Regions from separate parts of the Mus musculus genome. Here regions 2 and 3 are each linked to region 1. The links are chromatin contacts, called in public Hi-C and HiChIP or PLAC-seq maps. All regions are on one chromosome and are shown on one strand. The core of a region is the stretch at or near the end of the contact, and the rest is flanking DNA. Distances in the headings are between cores, read along the strand shown.

Region 1 (4,218 bases), core at 1,108-3,607:
AAGTTATTTCTATCCTTTCATGTTGGTTTCCATACATTTTTAAATATTGTCCTATTTTTCCTAGGCTATTAAAACATCAGAATTAGAAATTCAAAAGAAAAGCCATAGTCTTTCTGGTGGACAATATCATGTTGAACCTTTAAACTATGAACCTTTTGAATACTAAGTAAAAAAGCTGCCAGGGATCTCATGTAGGGTCCCTTAAATAAACAGGTCTGAACAGGAAAACATCTTCAGTAAACTTTAAAAAAAAAAGGCATTAGTTCAAATATATATATATAAAGCTTATGTATTCTGTATTTGACAGTTTTCCAACATCTAGAAAGGGGCTGGATTTTTAGCAATGAAGAGACACCTTCACACTCATAAAACAGAGATTGTACCAGGGTGACAGAACTTAAAACCCAGTTTTCTGTGCAGAAGTCTGTTTCATTCATCACTTGTTATAAAACCATTATGTTTAAGACATAAATCTCAGATATGCGGTAACTGTCACAAGGCACTATCCTGTGAACCAAGGATATCCTAGTTGTATTAGTTTAAGCTGTTCACTCAGGTGTTAGGAGTCTAATTCCCTAGGGTTCCCTTAGGTTGCATGGGCCCTGGCATCACTTCTGGGCATCTACATTCTTCATCATGTGTGGGCATAGTTGCACAGTCCTAAACCAGGTTCTAGAACACTTCATTGGTGATAAGGTCTTGTTACAGACTCTTCAGACTCCCAGTGGGTGTCAGGTCAGTTCAGTCCACTACTCTAGCTGGACCAGCCAGCTCCATTTCCTCTGTTCTATATTTTCTTTAAAAAACAATAGGGTATTCCATGGATGAAAAGACCTAACCATTGGCAGAGAGAGAAGATGCCAAAGCGTAGAGCACTATGCTCTTTCCAACTGTTTTATAGTGATGGGTCATACACCGTGTCCCATTGCTCCTGGTGAATGGGGAGCCAAGGAGCACAGGGGTGTGTTCTCTGATCCCATAGCAATCATAACAATGGAAGCTCTCCTAGAGGGCTGTGATCCAGAACCACAATGCTTAGCTATCCAGTGAGTTTCCTCTAAAATGTAAAAACCAGAGCAGGCTGAGAACAGTGGGAGCTTCTTTGTGGTTGTGTGATTGTCACCCAAAGGAGATCGAGAACAACTCTGTACTTTTGATGGCAATGAATGTTTCTGTCTTCCAGGGAGGCAGTGAATAAGAAATGGTTCTTGTCCATTCTTACACATATCTCACAGGAAGGAAATGCATGAAAATTAGACAAATGATCAAGCTGGGTGATATGAAAACCTGGTAAGAGCTAGCAAGGGCTTAGGGCAGAAGAAGTGTAGAGTTCAGTGCTGGTCCTAGGTGTTTGCTCAAGGGTTAATGAGGCAGCATGGTGGACATGAGCAGGACAGCAGAGAAACCTTGGCAGCCATCCAGATGTGCAGTGATCCTGACCTGGACTGGGGACACTTTGAAGTCAAATATGTGAACTGCCACTGGCAACCAAGGTTTGGGTGAACACCAGTATGGTTCCCATGGGGATGGGATAAAACAAGCCAGAGGACAGCTGACGAGACTCACAGCACTTTAGCTCTGATTCAGCTCAGCCTGTGCTAGACATACAGGCACTCAAAGATGAGGGTAGATGTACTTCTCTGTGCACTTAGGGCTGGTTTGTTCAAGAGCAGAGGGAGCCTGAGACAACAAGGGAAACACTGAACACAGGGTAAAAATGAATGACTATTTTGTTTGAGGTCCATCCTCAAATTCCTTGCTATATCTAGGCAACTTAATATCCATATTAAATACCTAGACTGGAAATGCAATTCTTGCTTTGAAAGCTTTCTTCATAGTGACAAGGTTCTTTTCCTTGGATTGGTGCCATGGAATTGACTTGTCAATAACTGCCATTAAAAAGCTAAAACTTCTGTACCATGTAGAGGAGCTGTCTGTCTTTGAAATAAACACAAATCCTTATTTAGAAGCACTCGAGCATCCCTCTCTTCCCCATTCTTCTTTTTAACTCCTGTCCTTATATTTATCTCCTTTCCCCTCTCCCTCCCTCCCTCCCTTCCTTCTTCCTTCTTCCTTCTTCCTTCTTCCTTCTTCCTTTCTTTCTAAGAAGACTGGAAACCTAACAGAGGCCCAGGCTAGGTTTTCTAGAGTAGTAAGAAAAAAAAATCAGCATATCTTGAAGGAAAATCCACTCTTCACTGTCTAAAAACAGTGGATTGCTCTGGTTGGCAATGTGGCTGCTGTATGAATCGTTGCGATTGATTTTGAGCAAGGTTTCGGTCTATTACAACATGCCTTCATGACAGTGAATCAAATGTGATTCATTCTCTAGGATCATTGTGTGGTCCAACCACTTCCCTCTAATATGAAGGAAACGAAGGAATGTGGCCTCCACTCGGGTGCCTGAGATCCTGCAGTCCCCTTGCTGCTCAGGGTGATGTGATGATCAGAGTCACCAGGAATCTTACTGCACCTGGCAGACACATGGGAGATCATCTGAAGCCAGTGTCTGGGGACACAGAGCCCCCACATGCTGCCCACTTCAAAGCTTGTCCATTTTATTTTGTTTCTCTTGTTAAATAGACAAGCAACATGGGGTACAGAAACAAACATTACAGTCAAGATTACCTTGCCCTGTTGGAAATGTTTTCCCCATTCAGGAGTTCTTTCAGTGTTAGGGTAAACAGGCTGGATGCTCATCTCCAAGGTTTCTTTTGCATTTTAGATGAGATTTCTCTGATAATTGTTTTCTTCCTTGTCTGATTCTTTCAATGATACTGTGTTTCTCTGGAGAGTGTGCCCTCTGTAGACATCACGTGCTTGATGTCCATGAGGCTCTCTGCAGACATGGATAGACAAGTGGTTAGTTTATATAAAGCACACGTGTATTGCTCTGACATAGGCAGTGACAAGAAAATAGTTTACTTTTTTCATTGTTTTTCTTTTAAAAAGGAATGAGGAATCAGATTCCGGATGACCCAACTTTCTAATCCAGGAAGCAAAGGAGCAGAGAAGACTTCAATTTAGGGACCAACAAGATGGTTCTCTAGGTAAATGTGCTTGCTGCACAGGCCTGTCAACATGAGTTCGAGTCCCAGAACTCACCTAGAGATGGAAGGAGAGACTCAACTCCACAAGTCTGTCCTCTGATCTCCACAGTGCACTGTGGTGCGCATGCCCAAGGCACACACACACACAGCATTCTCTCACACACAATCGTAATGAATACATAAAATTTACAATGTTTAAACTTTGACCTTTGCTTGCCAAATGCCAAGTTCAGGTTTATCTGTAAAAGGGAAATCAGGCCTGAGACTTATTCCCCCACCTTTATTCTTAAGCTCTCTCTATTATGCAAACACCAAAACACTGAACTTATTTGTAATTTCCTAATTTAAAACATAGACATGTGCTTACCTAGAACCAGAAAGACCATTGCCACACATCCTCTCAGGTGTGGATCCTAGCTTCAAAATCCAGAGTCTGTGTTTAATTTGGAATAGCTGCAGAAGCCAGAAAGCTAGAAAACAGCCACTCGAGGGTGGAAGAGAAAAGTCTCAAGGGAGGTTAGGCAGCAGAATAGAGGTGGCATGAAGGGAGACAGGGGTGGGGGTGGGGGGACTGAGAGAAAGACAACGCAAGTGTGGGGGATGGTGCGTGGAGGGCAGAAGTGAGTACGGTATGGGGAAGGCTAACTAGAGAAACATAATTTATAAGCTCTTCAAAAAAATAAAATAAAAGAATGTGGCCCAAAGGCTAAGAGTGCTTGCTACTGTCCCTGAGGACTTGAATCTGGGTAACAGTACCCACATCAAGTCACTTACAATCATCTGTAACTTTAGCTCCATGGGGTTCCAATGCATTCTTCTGACCTCTGTGGGCAGCCACATCTGTGTGGAATATACATATACAAAACAAACAAACAACCATTAAATAGTTTTTAAAATACACATTACATATAATTTTTAAAAGGAGTTTGCCCCTCCAACACATAGAGGACTTGAAGTTAGGAGGGAGGTAAGGCATTAAAGACAACTGGAAAGAGATAATGTTGGATGGATATAATCAAAATGCATTGTATAAATGGGGGGTAGTGGTATGGTACACACAATTAATCTCAGCACAGGGGAGGTAGTAGCAGGCTGATCTCTATGAGTTTGAGACTAGTCTGGTCTACAGAGATCCAGGACAGCAGGGGGCCACATACTGAGACCCTGT
Region 2 (4,218 bases), core at 884-3,383, 390 kb after region 1:
CACAGGTCTCTTGGGATATGTGTGTTCCCAGGTTGGAATTCTACAACCTGTATCAGATACTGATACCTGTGCACCAAAGATACACAGGTGAGTAACAGCACAGCCTCTGCTCCCACAGAGTTCAAAGTCTAGAGAGATAAATGCTAATAAAGTTGTCTGGTAAACATTATGCATTAAATTTCCCTGAGAATAAAAGGAAAAGATGTTTATCTTACAATGAGTGAAATCAGGAGTTTTACAATGAAGAAGATGGTTAGGATTCAAATGAATTTATTATACTGAAATAGCTTTAGATTTAGAGAAGGCTTTTAAACATCCCTAGTCCCTTCTCCCATCGCTTCAACACGCGCAGTTTGAGGCTTTATGTGACCAAGGTTAAGAACAGGGTAAGAATATATGAACAAAAACTTTAATGCTTTTCAAACGAAAGTGATCTAAATATTTTTGGGGAAATAAGTGATAAACATATACTGAAGAACAAAGCTCTTCAGTACACATGTGTGTGTGTGCGTGCGCGCACGTGTGTATGTATCATTCTAATTTACAGAAAGGAAGTGCAATAAATTACCAATCTTCTAGCAGGATGCATATCTGGAATTTAACCCAAAGTGTTCATTTCTAGCATCCTGTCCCTATCTGTGATTAGTATGGAGGCAACCAGAAATGGAGGCAACCTCTTACAGTTACTTCAGGGGAAGTTGTGAGAACAAGCTTTTGGTAGAAGAAACAGAAGACAAGACCAGAGAGGAAACAGTAAGTACTAGACTATGGAAGCTCACTCTACTGAAGGGATTTAAGGTCTCAAGATTCCTGCCTTTTTATGTACATGTCCAGAATAATTATTCTTTTCTTCAATCAGGGCAGAAACTAAGACAGGCTCAGCATATCCTCTGTGATTAAGCTATACCATGTAGCAAAACTAAAGGAATTCTGCAGATGGAACGAAGATACTTGGGGCTCCTACACTTCCCCATTGCTTGACATCTCAAACGTTCAGGCCATTGTCCAGATCCATCTGTTCTTTTCTTGCCTTCTCTTCAGCATCCACTCTTAGGATCCTATCAAAATCTTGCCTCATTGGGTGATAACAGGAGCTTTATAGGCAGATCAGTGTGACGTTTGACGTTTTACCAGAAACTTTAGGAAACATAAACAGGTCAAGTGGCCTCGGTTTATGGCTGCATGTTAGTAAGTTTCCTAGAAGAATGCTTTCACACGGAAGGTGAATGCCAGTGGTGGGCATTAGACACTCAGCAGGTGAGCATTGCAGACAACCCTGGATCGCAGCCAAGAGCACCAACAGTCACCTGCCCAGCCTTGTAGTTCATGTATGATGGGTCATAAAGCATAGCTTGTGCAAGGCAAAGTGCAAATGTGCCAGCCTTTGATCATGCATAATGCATAATGCAACATGGTTAATCTGTGACCAGTGGGAAACATGAAACGTTAAATACCTTTGGTTTCTATGTCAAGTTTGGTCACTTGGCTACCCCTGGCTTTGACAGTAAAGTTAAGTTTCATTATAAAATATAAGATCTCTGATAAAATTGTCTGCCATGCACGTATATAAACCTTTTTCATTTAATTTCATTTTCACGGTCTGTGGGCCTTAGAGTTCTTAAACTCTTGCAGGGATAACTTGTAAGAATGGATGTACTGTAACAGTGTCTAATACCAGTGCTAATCACATAACATGGCATGGAGCAGTTTCATTCTGTTTAACATAGGGAGAGTGGGAAAACATTGTTCCCACTGTCAGTTTGCAGACAAGATGCTATGTTATCTATCCATCCATCCACCCTTCTAACAATTCACTCTTCAATGAAATGCCTATTGAGTACATAGAACATTCCATGTATTCAAATTAATTCTACATATATGTAATATTAGTGTTAACTTTGATGATAACATTTTTAAAAAAGAGTAACATTAGCTTCAATTCCACTGTGTTCTAATACTAGCTGTACAAGTTCTCAGCAGTAATGAGATACCGAGAACAGGGCAGAGAAAAACCAATCCTACTCCATTCGTGGGAGTCAGCTAAAGGAATTTTCAGCAGTTCTGACTGAATGCTCTGAAGGTCAGCGTGTCATCCCTCCTATCACTGTCTAGACAAATTAGTCACTCAATCACATTTTCAAAATTCTTTCACTTTTGCATCATCGCAGAAGTTATGGGAGGGCACACATTTGTGGTGATAGATATAGTCAACTGCTTGGTCATTGTAAGTTGGAAGGTTGCTTTTGATTAACCCAGCAAGTATATTTTAAAAGATTAGCACAAGTTGACCCACTATTAATGAAATGCAAGTCATAAAACCAAAGAGTCTGATGGGGACTTTTAAAATAAGATGTATGTTATTGTGTAATGATACAAGCAAGTGAGGTCTAAAAGCTTTCAACTTGACAAAATAAGACAGGAATCTGGAGGAACTCAATGGGTAATACCTGTAAAAATTAAGAATGCTTTCTAGAGACAAATTTATGCTCCACGAATAATTAGTAGGACAAAAGAGAACTTTAGTTTCTCTTGTCTTTTATTATCTCATAACTTAATTTATGATTTTATATTTCAGTGACATTAGCAATCAAACATTCAATTTTAGTTCCTTTGTGATTTAATTAAAAATTTACACCAGAATTAATTTGAAAAGCTACTGTGAACCATTTTAAACCAAGGCTTTTGCAAGTACATCAGAGGCATTATATATAAATGGCTCCTTTCCTTATGATATTTATAGATCTTTAGAAAAATCCAGTACTAACCTATGCAAAAGAGACAAAATCATTATGTAAGCCATTACCTAAAAACACAACCAAATCAAAAACAAAACAGACAAACAAACAAACAACAAAAGCCAGAAGCAAGCCAAGCATGGATTACTCTATACCTTAAAGACTCAGGAATCTGAGGCAGGAGGATTGCCATGCATTTACTGGGATACAAAGTGAGACCCTGTTCCAAAATACAATACAACACAAATTAACATAATAGAGAACTAGAAACAAATGTATCAGATTTAACCAAGAGCAAAGAAATCACAGAGAAATCACATACTGGCTCTAAGATATAGTTGCAGCACCATTTTATCACTGGAGAACAGCAACAAATAACGACTGTTAAAGTCCCACCACATTCCCCATAGGCTGACAGTAACCTGTGGTTATAATGAAGCTGACATTTCCTAGTGATACATGAAGTATTTTCAATGACATTATGCTATCAGTTCACAAAAGAACATTCTGAATTAGATATTATGCCATCTAACAAATGCAGTCAGTGGGATATTGGGGTGCAAACTAAGCTGCCTTTACCCATCTTCAGAGTTGGGCATCCCCTACACTGCACCAATTTCGTCCTGGATCCTCCTAGGAATCATATGGACTCAACCTCTTGGGTACTGTTCTCTTGCATTCTGGCTGCTTAAAGGTGCCTTTTGATGCTGACAAAATTGGTACTTTGTTCTGCTCCAATAGAAGATGCCAGATGGATTGCCCAAGGCACAGTTGCCTACATCTCCCACTTCTTAGGAAAATATAAAATCTAGCTCACTCCACCATGTTATACCTGTCCTGCTGCTTCAAGGGCACCCTGGGTAGAGACCCTGAACTCATATTAGTATATTCTGCTATAGAGATTGCATCTTCAACGTCTCGAAGAAATTTTAGTAACATTATTTTCAACTAACAACCCTGTCTTTTGCTGTTTTCTTTCCAGGAAGCAGACACGAGCTTCCTAGGAGCCTAGAAGATCTGGTGGACTTGCATCATTTTGTTTTCAGAGTTATCTTTCATATTGAAGATGGTACCTTTCAACGTGCCTCACGTCCTCTAATTTTTCATGTGTGCTGTCCCTTGTGATATTCCTCTGCAGATTCAAAGAATAGACTCTGGATGGGCCTAACCTTCTAATTACACAGACATGCCCAGACAGCTCTGAATTCTAGGGAGAATGGAAGGGCCTCGGGCTTCACATGTTGTTTACTTTCCACGACTCCTCTGGGAAATCTGAAAGTCGATGGCTTTGGTAACTCACTGGGTGACTTGGCAGCTCTTTCTCTACACAGAAAACTCAGATGCAGAACATTAACTTAAGTTCTTAGCAAACAAAAGGTATCATGACTTAGGAAGAAACACCTAACACTTGGATGATCCAACTTAGTATCTTAGGAATATAATTAATACAAGACTTACAGACATGGGAATTGCAATGCTTTAA
Region 3 (4,218 bases), core at 474-2,973, 340 kb after region 1:
TGGCAGTCAAAAGGAATGGGAAAGAATGACATAAGGCGACTCACTTTATTGCAAAGTTATAACAATCCTAAATTTGTACTACTGATACCTAATAAAAGGTACCGGTACGTGAAACAAAACTACCAGAAATGGATGGAGAAATATACAAATTCAAAATTATATGGAGAGACTTCCATATTACTCTCTTATTAATTGCCATAAAAGACTGACAGAAAATCAGTGAAGTCAGGAATGGTGGCTTGTGCCTGGAACTCCACCACTCAGGAAGCTGAAGCAGGAAGATTACCATGAGTTCAAGGTTAAGTAAGTTCAGGACAGCCTGGGCTACGTAGCGAGACCCTATCTCAAAAATAAGACTGCAAAATCAATGGATACAAAGACTTACCAGATTTTATCTAATAGTTATAAGATATCCCACCCAATAATTGGAAAATATGTACTCTTTCCAGACATATGTAGAATGTATAACCAACTATTTGAAAATTAAAGAACATACTTAACCTCAAGTGTTAAAATCACAAGAAAAAGTAGAGGAAATTGGGGTCACAATTAAAGTGGAATTCATAGGAAATATATAGACCTGCTCAATACTGAATGGTACTCCCTAATTCTCCTAAATGTTCTTTTGGCTAGGGGAATGTTGCACACGGTGAACACATCGTTAACCTAGAAAAGATCATATGCTTTCTGAACACTGCTATTGAATTCCCCTGCTTTGCTCCCAGGAACCTTTCAGTCTCTATGGTTAGGCATATGTTGGACACTGATCTTGAAGAAACAAAACCAGCTCCAGAGAAAGAGCTCTGAATGTATTAGCGGTTCCTAGGAAGACAGGCCTTCCAGCTTACTCTACAATGAAGTCCCAAGCCAGAATCTTTACAGACATTATCTGTCCAAGTTAGCTTGTGGTTCCAGTGGCTGCCAGTTAGCTGAGAACTTCTAACACCACAAGCAAGAGGCTAGAGAATAAAAGGAGAAACAGGCTGAGTAATTCCACACTTACTGCACCCACAAGATCTCTGAGGCTGCTGTTTTCCACAGTCATACCTCCTACTGATTGCTGCTTTTCTATTCTGCAGTTCTTGTCAGCTTTCTAACAATGGAAATTTGTTTCCCTTTCAAGCCTAGGAGTGTTCCTAAGGGCCACCCACTCATGTTAGTTCCTGGAAACCCATAAACCTGGACTTGTTTTCTTAACTAGGTCATTCAGTTCATACATAGCCTCTAAAAACTACCTTCAAGTTTGGACTTACTAACTCTACTCTTTAACTTTCCATCAGGAACTCTGACAAATATTGGCGCTGGCAATGATATCTATTTCCTGCCTTCTAACATGTTCATATTTACTAATGCACATAGGCCCTTGCTGTCTGCTACCCACGGTACTCATTTAGAATAATAGCGATACTGTGATTGGTCCATCCATTCTCCAGTGAGCTATCAAAGTGATCAACCCCTTCTCACCTTCTGTTCTGACAGAGAACGGGAAATTGACATAGCCCCAAATAAGGGAGGGATGTAGTTAAGTATACTACTTTCTTTCTCAGGTGAAGACGATTCAATTGGTACAAAAGAGAAGCACAATAAATAAATCAATAAAGGCACAAGACCAGAGACCTCCTCAGACATATTTGGCAGCAATATCACATCTGAATAACAGCTACAATTGGCATCCTTGTGTAACTGAGCTTACAAAAGGCTAGCTGTTCTCCCCAAGTTACCTAGAGTCCTGACTAACCCTAAAGGAATTCCAGTGGCGAAGTGCTAAGAATGAATCACCATCTCTGCACCATTCCAATCTTTGACGCTGGCACAAATCTCTTCGGGTCCTTTATGGCTTAGTGTATGTCTTCAAGAAACAAGGGAAATAATATGATGCTTTCTTTCCCAGAACACATAGGTATAAGGAGTTCACACTCATGGTCAAAGGAATGGTTCAGTAGGCATATTCTCAAATTCATTTTACTTGCTTTTAGGTATTTTTGTTGTTTCTGATTCTCTCCTTCAATGTATAATATGATCCAGAAAACCAAACCAAACCAACCAAACATGGACAACAAACCATTGAAGCAAAAGAGGAGTTTCATGTAGGAGGACATTGGAGAACTCAGGGTCTTGTCAACATGTTTTGTTCAGCTAAAGTACCACAGATTCTTTTCATTACACCTTGGATCCATTTGCTCAAACATGAAGCTAGTCCTAATCATGTTTAATTAATTAGCTTGCTTTTAGCATCACACCAATATTTGAGTCCCCTCAAGGGGACTGTTGCAATCATCAGTGTGATTTTGCTATGTCTTTAGGCCATTATTGCACCAGAAAACACAGCTCCGATTTAAATTGCATGTCAGCAGAAAAAAATCAATGTACTAAAAGAAAATTGATTCCATAAGCCAAAATCTTTATGAAGGCAACTGATCCATAAAGTGAGTTAAAACTATACTAAGAACAGAATTGAATTCTCTTTCTTGGCCAAAAAGGACTTATCAATGTATTCAAATTCATGATAAACATTCACTGGGAAAAATTACAGTAAATAGGAAAATAGGGATCTTACAGCCTGAGGTTGATGAGAAATCATAAATCAGTACAAGATTGTCAGCAATGCTTCAGTGTAACGAAAAGGGTTGGGCTGATGGGTGTTGTAGAGACAAATGTATCTATCAGGAGTCGGGCTTTTATTGTGGGCTCACATGTTACACAACCAAAGGAGAATTATATAGGCCAGTGGTGAGTCTGCTGATAAACACAAGTTCCAAATAATTAATGCTCTCTTCCCTTATTTGAAATGAAAATGTACAGATGAAGGGCAGGAATATACCCGATTCCTGGGGAAAGCCACGGGCTTGCTCACACCCAGGGATGGGGTGGGGTGGGTGAATGACTTTTCAAGGGACTCAGCTTTGCTCAAGCCACGGAGAAACCAACTGGCAAAGGAAATGAGAACACATTGCTAGGGCAACAGGCAACAAAAGTCTATTCCTGCAGCAATGCCTTCCAGCTAATTTAATCCTAAAATAGTTCTGTAATTTGCCACAGAATCTAGAACAGCATGCATTACTGAAAAGGATAAAACAGTAAAGGAACGATTGGATAATTTCATGTAAATTACTAAAGGTGTTACTTTGCTGAAGAGACTTGACACTATTTTCTTTGCAAAAAAAAAAAAAAAAAAGAAAGAAAGAAAATTGTTAGATCGTGTCTATTTTTAAAACAGTGTAAATTTGAGTCTTAATATTTGTACCCTTAAAAGAAAAATCAATGAGGAAGTTGGGGAGGTAGCTCAGTGTGTAAAAGGCCTGCCATATAAGTATGAGGACCCAAGTTCCAACCCCTAGTACCCACTTAAAGAGTTGGATGCAGCACAGTGTGCATCTGTGGCTGCAGTGCTGGACGGGTGGGGCAGATGCAGTCAGATCCCTGCAGCTCACTGTAGCCTGGCCTAATAGATGAACTCCAGTTTCAGTATCTATCTATTCTATCTCAAACAATAAGGTGGAAAGTGATCAAGCATGTAACCCATACATGCCGATATATCTTTTCCTACACGGCTATAGGAGATCATAAATGGAAGGGTTAGCAACAACTGCTGCATCCTCATATGGCTCTAGGAAGTTGACCTGATAAGAGGGCCATTGAGGGAATAAAGAAAGAATGGACAAATGGACACACTTATATAAACATGGGTTTCAGGTGGACTGAGGTCTCTGATGGAGAAATCACAGCACCCTAGGGTGGCTCTGCATTTCACCTTGCCACTGATATATGTGAAAGCCACTTGGGGAGAAAAAACACGGAACCACTAGGCTATGTTAGTTCCTCACCACCATCAGATCCTGGGACACGCCATTGACACACCGCTCAGGGGAGGCAGAACACAGGCTAAGATGAGGGGTCCCAACCCATGTCTTTCCAGGTGAGAAATGGTTCAGGCTGAGGCTGTGGTTCCCAATCTCCTGGACACCCAGACACCACTGGGAACAGGGAGGAGTTAAGAACAGGGCCCATGGGCCTGAGATGAGCCCTGGGATGGGAGAATCTGGCTCAGCTCACCGTAAGTGTCAGGACTTAGGCTGTGCAGCTCTGTAATGAAGGCTTCAACTGACAACGGTTCTTGATGAGAGAGACAGTCCTTGTTTGTCCCAACTGTTTATTCATGGTGCAAAAGAGATTAAATGTCTTTTGCAGGAGGGAAATGTCCAAGAAGGGAAGCTTATT

The links. HiChIP or PLAC-seq counts read pairs in DNA pulled down with a chosen protein or histone mark. A called contact is a pair of places that touch in the nucleus more often than the background predicts.
Region 2: a contact with region 1 is called in a Hi-C map of adipose-derived mesenchymal stem cells, with 1.9 times the contacts expected there. The contact joins two enhancer-like sites. A contact is called at or near these places in 1 of 39 promoter capture datasets (embryonic stem cells) and 2 of 484 Hi-C or Micro-C datasets (adipose-derived mesenchymal stem cells and nephron progenitors).
Region 3: a CTCF HiChIP or PLAC-seq map of the NIH/3T3 cell line shows a contact between it and region 1, with 6 read pairs. The contact joins two enhancer-like sites. A contact is called at or near these places in 2 of 39 promoter capture datasets (the 3T3-L1 cell line and cranial neural crest), 1 of 15 datasets of contacts at CTCF or cohesin (the NIH/3T3 cell line) and 2 of 9 other capture datasets (adipose tissue and liver).

The regions. Positions count from the first base shown.
Region 1 is chr2:113,763,315-113,767,532 of GRCm38.p6, reverse strand. It overlaps Gm46756 (a long non-coding RNA gene), which reads right to left. Exons shown (of 2, transcript XR_003954050.1): 2 at 1,507-4,218. Among named protein-coding and RNA genes, the nearest start is that of Gm46756, 4.3 kb to the right of the region's middle. Within about 2 kb of position 2,357, at least 22 of the 459 cell types and tissues checked have an H3K27ac peak or open chromatin away from gene starts, as enhancers often do. A contact at or near this core is called in the NIH/3T3 cell line and adipose-derived mesenchymal stem cells, where this site is marked.
Region 2 is chr2:113,374,301-113,378,518 of GRCm38.p6, reverse strand. The region is part of intron 2 of Fmn1 (formin 1); the gene reads right to left. Among named protein-coding and RNA genes, the nearest start is that of Gm13963, 15 kb to the left of the region's middle. Within about 2 kb of position 2,133, at least 30 of the 459 cell types and tissues checked have an H3K27ac peak or open chromatin away from gene starts, as enhancers often do. A contact at or near this core is called in adipose-derived mesenchymal stem cells, where this site is marked.
Region 3 is chr2:113,418,431-113,422,648 of GRCm38.p6, reverse strand. All of the region lies in intron 2 of Fmn1 (formin 1), which reads right to left. Among named protein-coding and RNA genes, the nearest start is that of Gm13963, 29 kb to the right of the region's middle. Within about 2 kb of position 1,723, at least 74 of the 459 cell types and tissues checked have an H3K27ac peak or open chromatin away from gene starts, as enhancers often do. A contact at or near this core is called in the NIH/3T3 cell line, where this site is marked.